2 separate regions of the Mus musculus genome follow, and region 1 is linked to region 2. A link is a contact called in public targeted proximity ligation data. All regions are on one chromosome and are shown on one strand. The core of a region is the stretch at or near the end of the contact, and the rest is flanking DNA. Distances in the headings are between cores, read along the strand shown. Region 1 holds the start of Gldc (glycine decarboxylase). Region 2 has its middle 17 kb from the start of Ranbp6.

The links.
Region 1: a targeted proximity ligation map of embryonic stem cells shows a contact between it and region 2, with 5 times the contacts expected there. A contact is called at or near these places in 16 of 39 promoter capture datasets (the 3T3-L1 cell line, 3T3-L1-derived adipocytes, the C10 cell line and 10 more), 2 of 484 Hi-C or Micro-C datasets (embryonic stem cells and liver), 10 of 130 datasets of targeted methods (the NIH/3T3 cell line, bone marrow-derived dendritic cells, embryonic forebrain and 4 more) and 4 of 9 other capture datasets (adipose tissue, embryonic stem cells, liver and 1 more).

The regions. Positions count from the first base shown.
Region 1 is chr19:30,171,137-30,177,285 of GRCm38.p6, reverse strand. It overlaps Gldc (glycine decarboxylase), which reads left to right and starts at 1,845. Exons shown (of 25, transcript NM_138595.2): 1 at 1,845-2,295; 2 at 2,784-2,862. The coding sequence starts at 2,026.
Region 2 is chr19:29,827,015-29,832,838 of GRCm38.p6, reverse strand. No RefSeq gene overlaps it. Among named protein-coding and RNA genes, the nearest start is that of Ranbp6, 17 kb to the right of the region's middle.

The sequences.
Region 1 (6,149 bases), core at 596-3,095, 340 kb before region 2:
GGTTAAAGGCGTGCACCACCACACCCAGCCCTATAGAAGCTTCTTGTCTGACATCAAGTATCTACTCACCTTCCTGGAGTATATGCCAACACCTGACTTGGGCTATGGGTCTAGAAGCTAAGGGAGGTTGACAGGTCCTTCCATGGTTAACATGTTTATGGTGAAATTATAGGACCTTCAAGGAAGGTATGGCCAGTCTGTTAAAAAGGAGGAGCTGGTTCAGCAATCAAGGGAGACTTGGGGGAGGAGTGTATTACATTGGGGGTGAGACAAAGCCACATACAACTTCGTCTGTCCACAAATCCCCTATGTATCCAAGATTGACCTTGAACTCCTGATCATCCTGCCTCTCTACCTCTCAAGTATAGTGATTACTGATAAGTACTGCAGAATGCAGCTTACCTCAGTAGAATATGCTGTTCCCAATAATCATGTACATTCCAAACTACTAAAAATGTCCTCATTCTGATGTTTATATAGAAGACCAAATAAAGTTATGAAGTCAGCTTGTGTGGAAATTTGGCAATCCAACACTGGGTCTAAATGATTCCCTAAATATGTGCTTCCTGTAGCAATAGAAATGAAGGGATTCTTTCAGAACATTGGAGTCGTCTCCTCTTCTGACCTGTCATTTTAACCTACAAACTCATCACAGTAGTTAGCCCTCCCTACAAGTCCTTCCACTGGAAGGTCTTAACTTAGCAACTATTTGGTCTAGCAAAGACCTGCCTGCAACAGACACAGTAGTCGCCCCTGAAAGTTTAGGCAACACTGTTTCTTGTGTCTTTCCCAAGACCCAGTTTCTCTTTGCCTTCAACTCTAAGGTCATCGTTAAGGATGTGTATAAAGGTCAGATAGGCGGGTCCCAGGTTCCTGTCCTTGGGGGTCAGCTTCCTGGAGATGCTTTTGCTTTCATTACAGTATCTGTTTAGGTTTACTCAGGAAATAAAAATATAGCCAATATACCAACAGCATACTCATGCATTCCACGTAAAGGAAGACTGAATTTCAGGAATGGGTGCATATCAAACCAGTACAGAGAAGACGAAGGAGACATACAAAGGAGGGAGGGAGAAGACAGGTGCTGGGGTGTAGCTTGGTGCTAGTTGGGAGATCGGGGGTTTGGTTCCCATCGCATCATATCTCAAAAAAAGTGGGGTCAGGGGGATGGCTCAGTGATTGAGAGCACTTGCTACTCTTATGGTTGGGCTATCAGCACCCACATAAAAGCTCACAACAGCCTGTAACACCATTTGCAGGGAATCTGATGTCCACTTCTAACTTCTGCAAGCATTCGGCATGTATGTGATACACAGACAGACATTTCACCCAACACACAAATCAATAAAAAATAATATTAAATCTTTATTAAAAGATTAAAGCATAAGATATTTTAGGGGCTGTGCTCTTTGTCCAGATTTCATAACTATGAAAGAACCTTCCTTTGCCCATAGTGGTTTTCATGAGATGTGACCCTAAAGTCAGTAAGTGGAGACCAGCTAACTATTGGAGTCTTCCTGTCTTCTGTCTCAGTGCATTGCTCCAGGAACTTCACGAATGTTAGGGCTGCCCCAATGGGCCCTACAACCCGGCCAGTGGGCCTATAGAGCATCCCGAACCCCTGTGTAAGAAGAGGGATTTGGGACCTTAAACTTCCAGCATCAGGCAGGGGACTCCACCCTGCTGCTGAAGAGGGGAAAGAAGTGGGAGGAGGTGGGAGACAAGGAGGAGAGAGAAAGGGAGGGCCCTGCCTCGCCCCCGCCCTGCAACCCATTCCCATTGGCTAAAGGTTTCCTGGCTCCATCCTACTGCCCGCCTTCGGGCGCCGCTTAAAGTGTGCGGAGCAGGTGCCTGCTGAGGCGGAGGAACTTTGCAAGAGTTAGTGCAGTTCGCTGTACCCATTCATTGCCCGCAGTGGTCGGGAAGGGGATCCAGGGACTGCGGCGGCCACTCCCGGGGCATTGGGGCCAGAGGAGGGCCGGAAAGCGCTGCTGACCCTCGTGGGCTGGGGAGGTGACGGCGTCCATGCAGCTGTGTGCCAGGGCATGGGGGCTGCGCCTGGGCCGCGGAGCCGGGGGCGGCCACCGCCTGGCTCGGGGCACCGGCTTGAGTTGGGCGCAGCGAAGCCGGGACAGCAGCGGCGGCGGTGGCGGTGGCGGTGGCGGGGACCGCGGCGCGGCTGGGGCCTCGCGCCTTCTGGAGCGCCTCCTGCCCAGACACGATGACTTCTCCCGGAGACACATCGGCCCCGGAGACAAAGACCGGAGGGAGATGCTGCAGGCGCTGGGGCTGGCGGTAAGGCCCTCCACCCTCCACCCTGCCGGAGCTCTGCCCGCTGGGCCTCCCGGCTCCCACCTTGCCTTCCTCCTCCGTCCCGGGCCCCAGCTTGAAAGCGAGCTCGCTCTTAATCGTGGTGCCTTCTCCTCTCTTAACTTTTACTCTGTTCTCGCTCTTCTAAAGTGCATTTAAAAAATATCCCCAACTCCAGACGAACCCTAACTTTGCAGGAAAAGAAGACTCCCTACTTAGAGTACATTAATCCGGTCAGCTCCAGTTGCAGCTCCCGAACCCGGAGTAGCGGATTTACCATCCGGCTCCATCATTTTTTTTTTTTTTCCTCCAAAAGATTTCTGCTTCCTGATGTTTCACTTTAAAAAGAACTCTTAATTAGACGATTTAAATGAAGTTCCTACCAGCCTTTGAAGATAAACTGAAGTGGCTCTCTTAACTCAGGCTCTTTGCTCTGACTGTCCTGTTCACCAGCTTGCGTTTTTAAATTTTAGAGCATTGATGAGCTCATCGAGAAGACGGTCCCCGCCAGCATCCGCTTGAAGAGACCCTTGAAAATGGAAGACCCTATTTGTAAGTGGCCGGGAGGACTCTCAGGGGTTCCGCTGCTCTGCCTTCTATAATCTCTGTCCGGCTTTGGGGTTGGATTGCTCAGTACTTGACAGGCCCTAAACCGCTGGGATTTTTCTTCCCTGAGGAAAACCTATGTAAGCCCCTTTCATGGTCTTTATCCCTGAGTTGCTGGCGAGGCACCTACAAGCTTTCCCAAAGAAGGCTTTGCAAAAGACACGTGTTGGATTAGAAGTCTCCACCTCATGCACGCCCACCGGAAGGGCTTTTTGTTCCTTTGAGCTGAGAAGGTAGTTATCTCAGTAGATCAGGTGAGACTTCCGAAAGGACAAAGGAAATCACCTGAGGTCCTGCAGCTAGAGAAGAGACTTATTTGGAAGGGGACTTAGACTTCTCAAAGTCACGAGAATTTCAAATTGTTCTGTCTCACATCGGTTTCCCCTCTCACCCTCACCCATCTAAAGGCAGCAGTGCTTTGCAAGCCTGAATATGTGGGGTTTTTGTTTGTTTGTTTGTTTGTTTTGTTTTTTCTGAAAAGCACACAAACTCGATTTGTGCTTGGTTAAGAAATCTCAGGCTAGTTATAGGCTTCCCTTTTTAATGATTATTTTGTTTTTAAAAGATTTTCTTGCATTTATATTTGTGCACCACGCGGGCTGTTGGGTCATCTAGAACTGGAGTTCCCCACAGTTAGGGAACTCCAAACCTGGGTCCTCTGCAAGAGCAACACGTGCTCTTAGCTATTGAGCCATCTCTTCAGCCCCTCTTGGTAAAAGTGGTTTTAATGGTCCTAATGCTGTCTTTGGGTGGTTTTTTTGTTTGTTTGTTGTTGTTTTTTTATGTGGCATTGACTTCTAGGAGTCAGGGAAGAATCTAGATGTTAAGGGATGGTCAGAGCTGAAGAACTCTTAGAAAATTAAAAAAAATACCAAGCTCCCTCATCTGATAACCCCAGATCATAGAGATATTTCTCTAGGGCAATTGTTTCGTTTGCTTGCTTGCTTGCTGTTGCTTGTCTGGTTTGGTTTCTGTGAGAAGAAATTCTACATGCAAAGCTGGTTTTGTTTTAAAAGACATCCTGAGCCTATTCCGGCTGCAGCTGGGGATGCTGTACCTCAGGTTCTATGAGGGCTGCTGCCCTCCTTGCTGTCAGATGCTGATGGCCAGGGGCTTGCTCACAAAGCAAACCACCTGAGACTTGGAAAGATGGCCATAAGGAATACCTATCTCAATTTCAGGACACCAACATTCTGAGCCATCAAATGTGAGAAAAACAGAAGTTGGCTTACTTGTTTTTTGAAATAAGGACTTTCATGCAGCTTAGGCAAGCCTCAAACTTGTGATTCTCTGGCCCTTATTCATTGAGTAAAGTTATATTATGTGTACATCACAATGTGGAAAAACTGTACTTATTTTTGAGAACAGTTTTTTTTCCTGTGTGTGATCCTTCCTTCCTTCCTTCCTTCCTTCCTTCCTTCCTTCCTTCCTTCCTCTCCTTATTTTTAAGATCGGGTCTCAAAGCCAGGCGTGGTGGCGCACGCCTTTAATCCTAGCACTTGGGAGGCAGAGGCAGGCGGATTTCTGAGTTCGAGGCCAGCCTGGTCTACAAAATGAGTTCCAGGACAGCCAAGGCTACACACAGAAACCCTGTCTCAAAAAAAAAAAAAAAAAAAAGGATAGGGTCTCACTATGTGGCCCTGGCTGGCCTGTCTTTGAAGACCAGCTGGGATTAAAGGAGTGCACATCTGGTCCTAGTTGTGTATTTGTCAAGGAAGCCATTGGCAAGTATTTGTGCCAATAATTGCCTTCCTGAGACTTTTAAGAGCAGAATGTCTAGATTAGCTCCTTGTATAACATGCTCTAAGTAAGATGTTCTTTTAGGAGTATTAAGGCCTGGTGAACTGATCAGTGTTCATCCTCTCTGTCTCTTTCTGTCTCTGTCTCTCTCTGTCTCTGTCTCTCTCTCTCTCTCCCTCCCTCTCTCTTAATGGGATCTTCTTGTCCCTGTAACTGGCATGGAACCACGTAGACCAGGCTTCCCCCAAAAGCAGAGATCCACCTGCCTCTGTCTCCCTCCGAAGTGTTGGGATTAAAATGACTTGTCTTGTTGTTGTTCAGTTCAGATTTTTCTAGTAAGAGATTTATTAGCCTGTGTCTCTTGGAACAGGTCCCCTAGAGTTTGAATTCCCTTAGAGAAAATATTCTACAGTCAAAATTCTCCCTACCCCACCCCTTCCTGAAAAGCTCGCTCACTGGGCTAAGGAGCAAGGGAGAAGAGAGAGTTAGGGATGCTGCATTTACAAGACGTGGATGTTTTACACTGCTGCGTCATGGCGGATGAATGGTCTCTGTGAGGGAAGCAGGCTGGTTCCTTGTTTCCTCCAGCAGGAGCGTTTAGCAGTGGAGTAGCCTGACTCACACTTACCTTCCTGTGGGTACCAACCCTCTTCTATAGCGGAGATGCATTTGCTGTAGTGGCTGTAAGAACCGGGCTGTTGTCTTTACCACCCTCATTGTAAGCAATGAGTAGATACTTGGCTTAGCACTTATGCTAACTAGATAATGTTAAACATTTGTGGAGCGCCTCCTGTGGGCACTTTTGAAAAGTGCTTTTTGTGTATTATTTATTTAGTCCTCATTACAGTCTGTGAACGGAGTCCCTCTCTCTCCCCCCTCTGCCGTTTGTTTTAGAGATAAGGGTCTCAATTGTGTTGCCCAGGCTGGTCATGTTCATGGACTCCAATGCTTCTCTAATCTTCCCTTCCCAGATACCTGGGACTCTAGGCCCACATGACCATTGCACAGCTATTAACCCCTTTAAAAGAAAGAAACCGTGGTATACAGAGGCTCTTTAACTTGCCAGGGTCTTAGCCCGTGACCTTTGGATGGGAGCAGAATGCAAACTCAGGCCATCTGACTCCATTGCCAACCCCCACTCCCCACCCCCCAATGATGACATTGCTGTTTTCATGGTGTCCCAGGCAAAGCAGAGAACTCCTGTCCTGGCTCTTCTAAGGTGCACAAGCCAGTCATCCTTTTGTCTTGTGCAAACTGCCCCTTTGGGAATGAGACACCACAGTGAGGCTAAGTGTGGAGTTCTCAGGCCCACCACCAGGTTGAAGGAAGTTGTTATGGAGGCCCAGTGCTTGCTTGGGTGAGAAACAACCCCTTCCTGACAAACCTGGAGGATGCTGATGCAGGCAGGGACCAGCAAGTAAAGGACGGAGCCTAAGGGTTCCATCAGTCTGGAAAGAGTCTTCCTCTCCAACCCTTCAGAAAGTGAAAAATAA
Region 2 (5,824 bases), core at 164-2,663:
TAGTCGGCCATCACTGGAAAGAGAGGCCCACTGGACTTGCAAACTTTATATGCCCCAGTACAAGGGAACATCAGTGCCAAAAAGTGGGAATGGGTGGGTAGGGGAGTGGGGGTGGGTGGGTATGGGGAATTTGGGATAGCATTGGAAATGTAAATGAGGAAAATACCTAATAAAAATTTAAAAAAATAGACCCAGATTTAAAAGCATATCTCATGATTAAAAAAAAAAAAGAAGAAAAGAAAAAAAGAAAAGTGGGGCCCAACAATGGGGAAGCAGAGGCAGGCAGATCCTATGAATTTGCAAATAGCCTTGTCTGTATACCAGGTTCCAAACCAGTGAAGTGCTACATCTTGAGTCCCTATCTCAAACAAAACAGCAAAACCCAAACCAAAACAATCACAGAAAAACCTCTTCTATCTTTAAACTCTAATAAAATTGTCTTCAGACTTCGAAGAAGAAAAGGAAGAGAGAAAAAGAAAAGACGTGGGTAGTTTGCTATGAAAGAGGAGCATCCTTGAAACAAGGAGGTTTTATGTACAATCAAGGAAACGAGAGCGTAAGAGAGACTGTCAAGACAGTAAGAAACTGGAGAAACCAACTCAGTAGACTTAAGAATTGGCTTTGCCAAAACTGAAGGAGGGAACTCAAGTGAGCAGCCGCCATGATGGAAGAAACTGAGATGAAGACAATTCATTATCTGTACTTAAAGGATAGAAGAACCTTTAAGTTGACCTATTTGCAGTTCCAGAAGCTAAGAAAGCGCTTCGAGATAGACCGTTACCCTAAGGAGGAAACTGCAGGCCTTGGCTGAGGAACTCAAACTGTGGAAAGAAGTCATCAGATCCTGGTTCTTCACTCAGCGTCAAAGAGAGATGAGCCACAGACGGTTTTTGATGGGCTACAAGGGTTGGATAACGCGTTATCCAAATTATTCTATCCCTTTATGGTATTCATAGCTACCTGTGGCTATTTAAAGCCACGCAGAATATGAAGTGCTTTCCTCTTCCTCCACCTTCCTTCCTTCCTTGTCCATTCTCTCCCCTCTCCTCCTTCTCCCCCAAACTTTTCAGCTCCACCTTCCCTCCCACTGCCCAATCACTGGCTCTAGCCTTTATTTTACAAGTCAAGGTGGGGAGCAGGTTCAAGAAGTCACCTGTATCCGTGATTCACTCCTTATCCACAACCCCTCCTGGAAAAGCAGAATTAGCATCAAAATACAAACAGTACCAGGACTATCCACAATACTGTCATGCGATCCAGAAGTTCACAGATGGGGTAGATGTTGGGGTGTACCAACGTAAACGATCTGGGCCTGGGAGGGAGCTGTGTTGTTCAGCCCGCCAGCTCTCCTGTGCCTTCACCACCAAGGCCAGCTCTCCCACTTTGCCCGGGTAAGGAGTCGGGTCAGTTTTCTTGCTGTGACAGCTGGTGGGACTGACTCTCCCTCTCCAGCACTGTCCTGGCTAGGAGAGGGGCCTGAGAGGTTCTCTCCCGAGCACCACAGAAATTCTTACAGAAGCAAAGATTTCACTGAGGCTGGCTTACAGGTTCAGAGGTTTAGTCCATTATCATCACAGAAGGAAGCATGGCGGCACCCAGGCAGACATAGTCCTGGAGAAGGAAGGAAAATTTTACATTGAAAGCAGGAAGGAAACCTCCAACCAACGAGGCCACACCTACTCCAACAAGGCCACACCTACTTCAACAAAGCCACACCTACTCCAACAAAGCCACACCTACTCCACCAAGGCCATGCATCCTAATTGAGCCACTCCCTATGGACTATGGGGGCCATTTTCATTCAAAGCACCACAGTGGATAAAGGAGTTTGCAGCCAAGCTTGAGAGTTGAAGTTCAATACCAGGGACTCACAGGGTAGAAGTAAATGAGAGACTAACTCTCAAAAGACTCCCTCTGGCTACATGCCCACTGTGGCGTACATGTTCATATGTGTACTCATGCATGTACACACACTTAGAATTTTAAAATGCTTTGAGGAGCCATGGAGAAAGTTCAGCATCTGGTCAAGGCACTTGCCAGAGTGCCTGACGGCCTGGGTTTGATTCCTGAGACCAAATGGTAAAAGGCGAGAACTGAGTTCTGACCTCCATCTAAGCTCTGCGGCATGAGCACATATGTCCACACACCTGAAACACACACAAATACGGTCAATGTAATTTTTAAATTAAATTTGAAAATCCGTCTATTACTTACATGTAAGGTTGATGGAGGTATCTCTACCTCCCACCACACCCCCACCACAACTCTACCTCATACTCTAGTAGCTGCTGTGGCCTCCTTCAGATTTCTAGGGTCCAGGCTGACAAGAGAACACTTACTGGATGGACATTTTCTGTTTGGTGATGGAATGGCAGTACAGTGCAGGCTTCACTCTACTTATGTATTTCCAATTCCTTCTCCAGCAAAGGAAGTCTCGTTGGTTGAATCCACAGTTAGTATGAAACTACCTGCCTCACCAGCCGTGGTAGTGCATGCCTTCAATCTCAGCACTCATGAGGCAGATGGGCAGATCTCTGTGAGTTCAAAGCCAGCCTGATCTGTGTAGTGATCTGTGTAGCTCAGGGCTGCACGGTGAGACCTTGTTTCAAAACAAAACAAAATGTAAAAACCCCAAACCACAAAACAGAGCAAACAAAACTATCTACTTTCAGAGTAGTGGGGGGGGGGGGGTTGTTTTGTTTTAGAGGTGAATATGTCTCTCACAGGAAGATAGTGATGGTGCCTTGAGACAGTTAGGGATATCATAGTGTGGATAATGAGAAATTATTCTACCATGTATGAGATAGAAGCCAGGGGTGCTACCAAACATTCTACCATGCTCAGGGAACACACACACAACACACACACACACACACACACACACACACACACACACACACACACACACTGTATTTCCTAAAAGAATCACTCTACCCAATGTCAGCTCTACTGAGGTTGAAAACCCCTGACTTAGAAGAGAAATTTGACAAGTTAGGCAGCAACAAAGTGAAAGATATTGAATTTGGGCCATTATTGCACCCAGATAGATCCCGAATGTGAATACTCTTACTAGACTTCTTCATTGAGATTTTTCATAAAGAATTACCTCCTAAAATTGATAGCCTATAAGAAGTAAAACATAATATAGCACTCTGACCCTCTCAATTCCCTTCAAAATCTTTTAGTTTCTGACTTATTTTCTCATGCCTTGTGTAATGGTTAGTGTTTTCAACTTCACAGAATCACCCTGAAGAAAGGTCTCTGGCCATGCCTGTTGGAAATCACCTTGATTATGTTAAAATTGAGTGTGGTAGTCCACTAGTGTGGATGGCACCCACTCCCAGCGCTGGGATTTTAGTTTGTATAACCTAGTGAACATGAGAGGAGCGTAAGCACTCTTCCCTCGCTGCTTCCCAGTCCTGGGTGGATATGACAAGCGTCTTCAAGCTCCTATGGCCTTGTGTCCCTCATCATGATGAACTGGACTTTGGAACTATGAACTAGAATGATCCCTTTCTTCTTTAAGTGGGTTTTCCAGAGACATTTTATCATAGAAACAGGAAAAGAAACTTAGACTGACATTGGTACCCAGAAGTGAGGCTGTTGCTGTGATAAATCTGACAGTGTGGTTCTCAGGCCATTGGGACAGTTTTGTAGCTGGACTGTGGACGAGCCTGAGATCTGAGGTTAGAACAGTTACAGAATGCAGGACTCCTTCCTTGTTCTCTGCTCATTGACTGCTGACATCATGCGACCAGCTTAAAGCCCGTGCTGCCTTAACTTCCGCCATGGTGGAGCCGTGAGCTGAAATAAACCCTTTCTTCGTTAAGTTGCTTTTTTCCAGGGTAATTTATTACAGCAACAGGAAAAGAAACTGGGACAGAAATAGAGATGGCATCGTGGTGGTTACTGTTGTCAGAATCGAGAATCCCTGGGCATGCCAGTGGGTGGTTATCTTGGTTATGTTGAGATAGAAGGACTTGTCCACTGAGGTACCATTCCCAGGGGTAGAGCTGAGCTGTACAAAATGGAAAGTAAGGGAAGCTCAATCACTCATCACTCTCTGCATACCAACCATGGGTCATGTGACCTCAACCTCCTGAGGTCATGACTTCCCCATCTCAAACTGAGAACTCAAATAAACCCTCCCTTCCTTGGGCTGCTCTTGTCGGAGTACTTCATGGTAGCAATGAAGCTACTCAAAAGAGATTAGTGTGTCCATCTTGGGTGCTTACGAGTGCTATAGTTTATTGTACATGTAAATTACTGTTAACGAACACTGGCAAATGTTCATAATGTCATTTCTAAAAGCAATTCTGGAAGTGGAAATCTTCGCAATATCTCCCAATAGGTCAAATCCAGATAACACTGCCTATGCTCAAAATTAGTCTCCCTTGAATCATAAAAGAGCACAGTCATGAGTTTCTCTCTGGATAGAATGTCTGGCAAGAGATGGTTGTTACTGTAAAAGTTAAAAACATTTCCAGAATGTCTGGCAAGAGATGGTTGTTACTGTAAAAGTTAAAAACATTTCCTGATGAAGGGAGATCAGGTCAGATCCCTCATATCTGATTTTGACCATAAATGGTATTGCTAACGGTCAAGACTTTATGTTAGGGGCATGATCGAAACTTAATCTTATATACACCTATACTTAAATATTCCTTTGGATATGTCTGTCTTAAGAACAAAAGAGATCACAAACAAGGGGACAAAGAGGAAAGCTATCACACTATCACTGAACTTCATTGTGAAGTTGAGGCATAGTCTATGGGTGCCCTAAAGGGTCACTTTTACTATGGTGTGATTAGATGATATCACTCAGCTAGCACTCTGGTTTTTCTTCATAAAAGGAAAACTTTGTGTAAAACGTTTTCTGTATATTTAAAGCTATAGATCTGAAGCAGAAGTCAGCAAGTTGGCAAGTGAAAATTCTAGAGTATTAATGCACCTAAGTAGGGATTTGGCCGGCATAAACCCTGAACTTGCCTTTCAGAAGCATATTGTGAGGGAACTTAGCAACCAACAACAGAACTAATAGTTTAAGAAAGGAGGAAGAGGAGGAAGTGGAGGCGGAGGAGGAGGAGGGAGAGGAAGAGGAGGAAGGGGAGGAGGAGGTCACAAGGGAACTCATTTAAAGGCTAGCTAGTTGCTCACAGACATTTAGAGGACCAGAAGTCAGACTCTGAGTCCACACAGCCAAAGGAATGCACAGGGTAACTATGGGTGAAAGCTAAGTTTCCTGGGCTCATCACTGCCTCTGCCCTAAGTGTCAGAGGAGGTACGGTACCTATGATGCTCAGGACACAGGGCCAAAGATGCATTTTCTGCCTGAATCACACCATCCCTGCTATTTGTGGTCCTCTCCTCACTCTGCAGTCAGAGAAATCAAGAGTCCCTATAGATATATGTACAATAGCAACACCAGCAATAATGCTTTGAATGAGGTAGAAATCTATTCCTTCTGAGTCAAGGTGGACAACAGAGGTGCAGAGGTGGCGTGGTACACTGTGGAATGCAGGCAGAGTCTTCTGATGTTCTTGCTCAACTCTGCAGCTTTAGCCTCACTCTCTAAGGGTGCATTAGCTACATCTTAAATATGACTGAGGATGGGACAGAACAAATAGCTGACATACGTGTGTTCTCCTAAAAAAAAATTCGCAAAAGACAAGGGAATCCACAGATAAAAATCTCAGTTTCCTGGTATAACTTCAAGCATTTTCTGGGTCTGATATGGTTTGAACCATCTTGGCCCCACGACAGTCCTTTCCTGACCTTCTCTTGCTTAGGACAACAGCACCCCTGGGTGTCCACACATTATCCT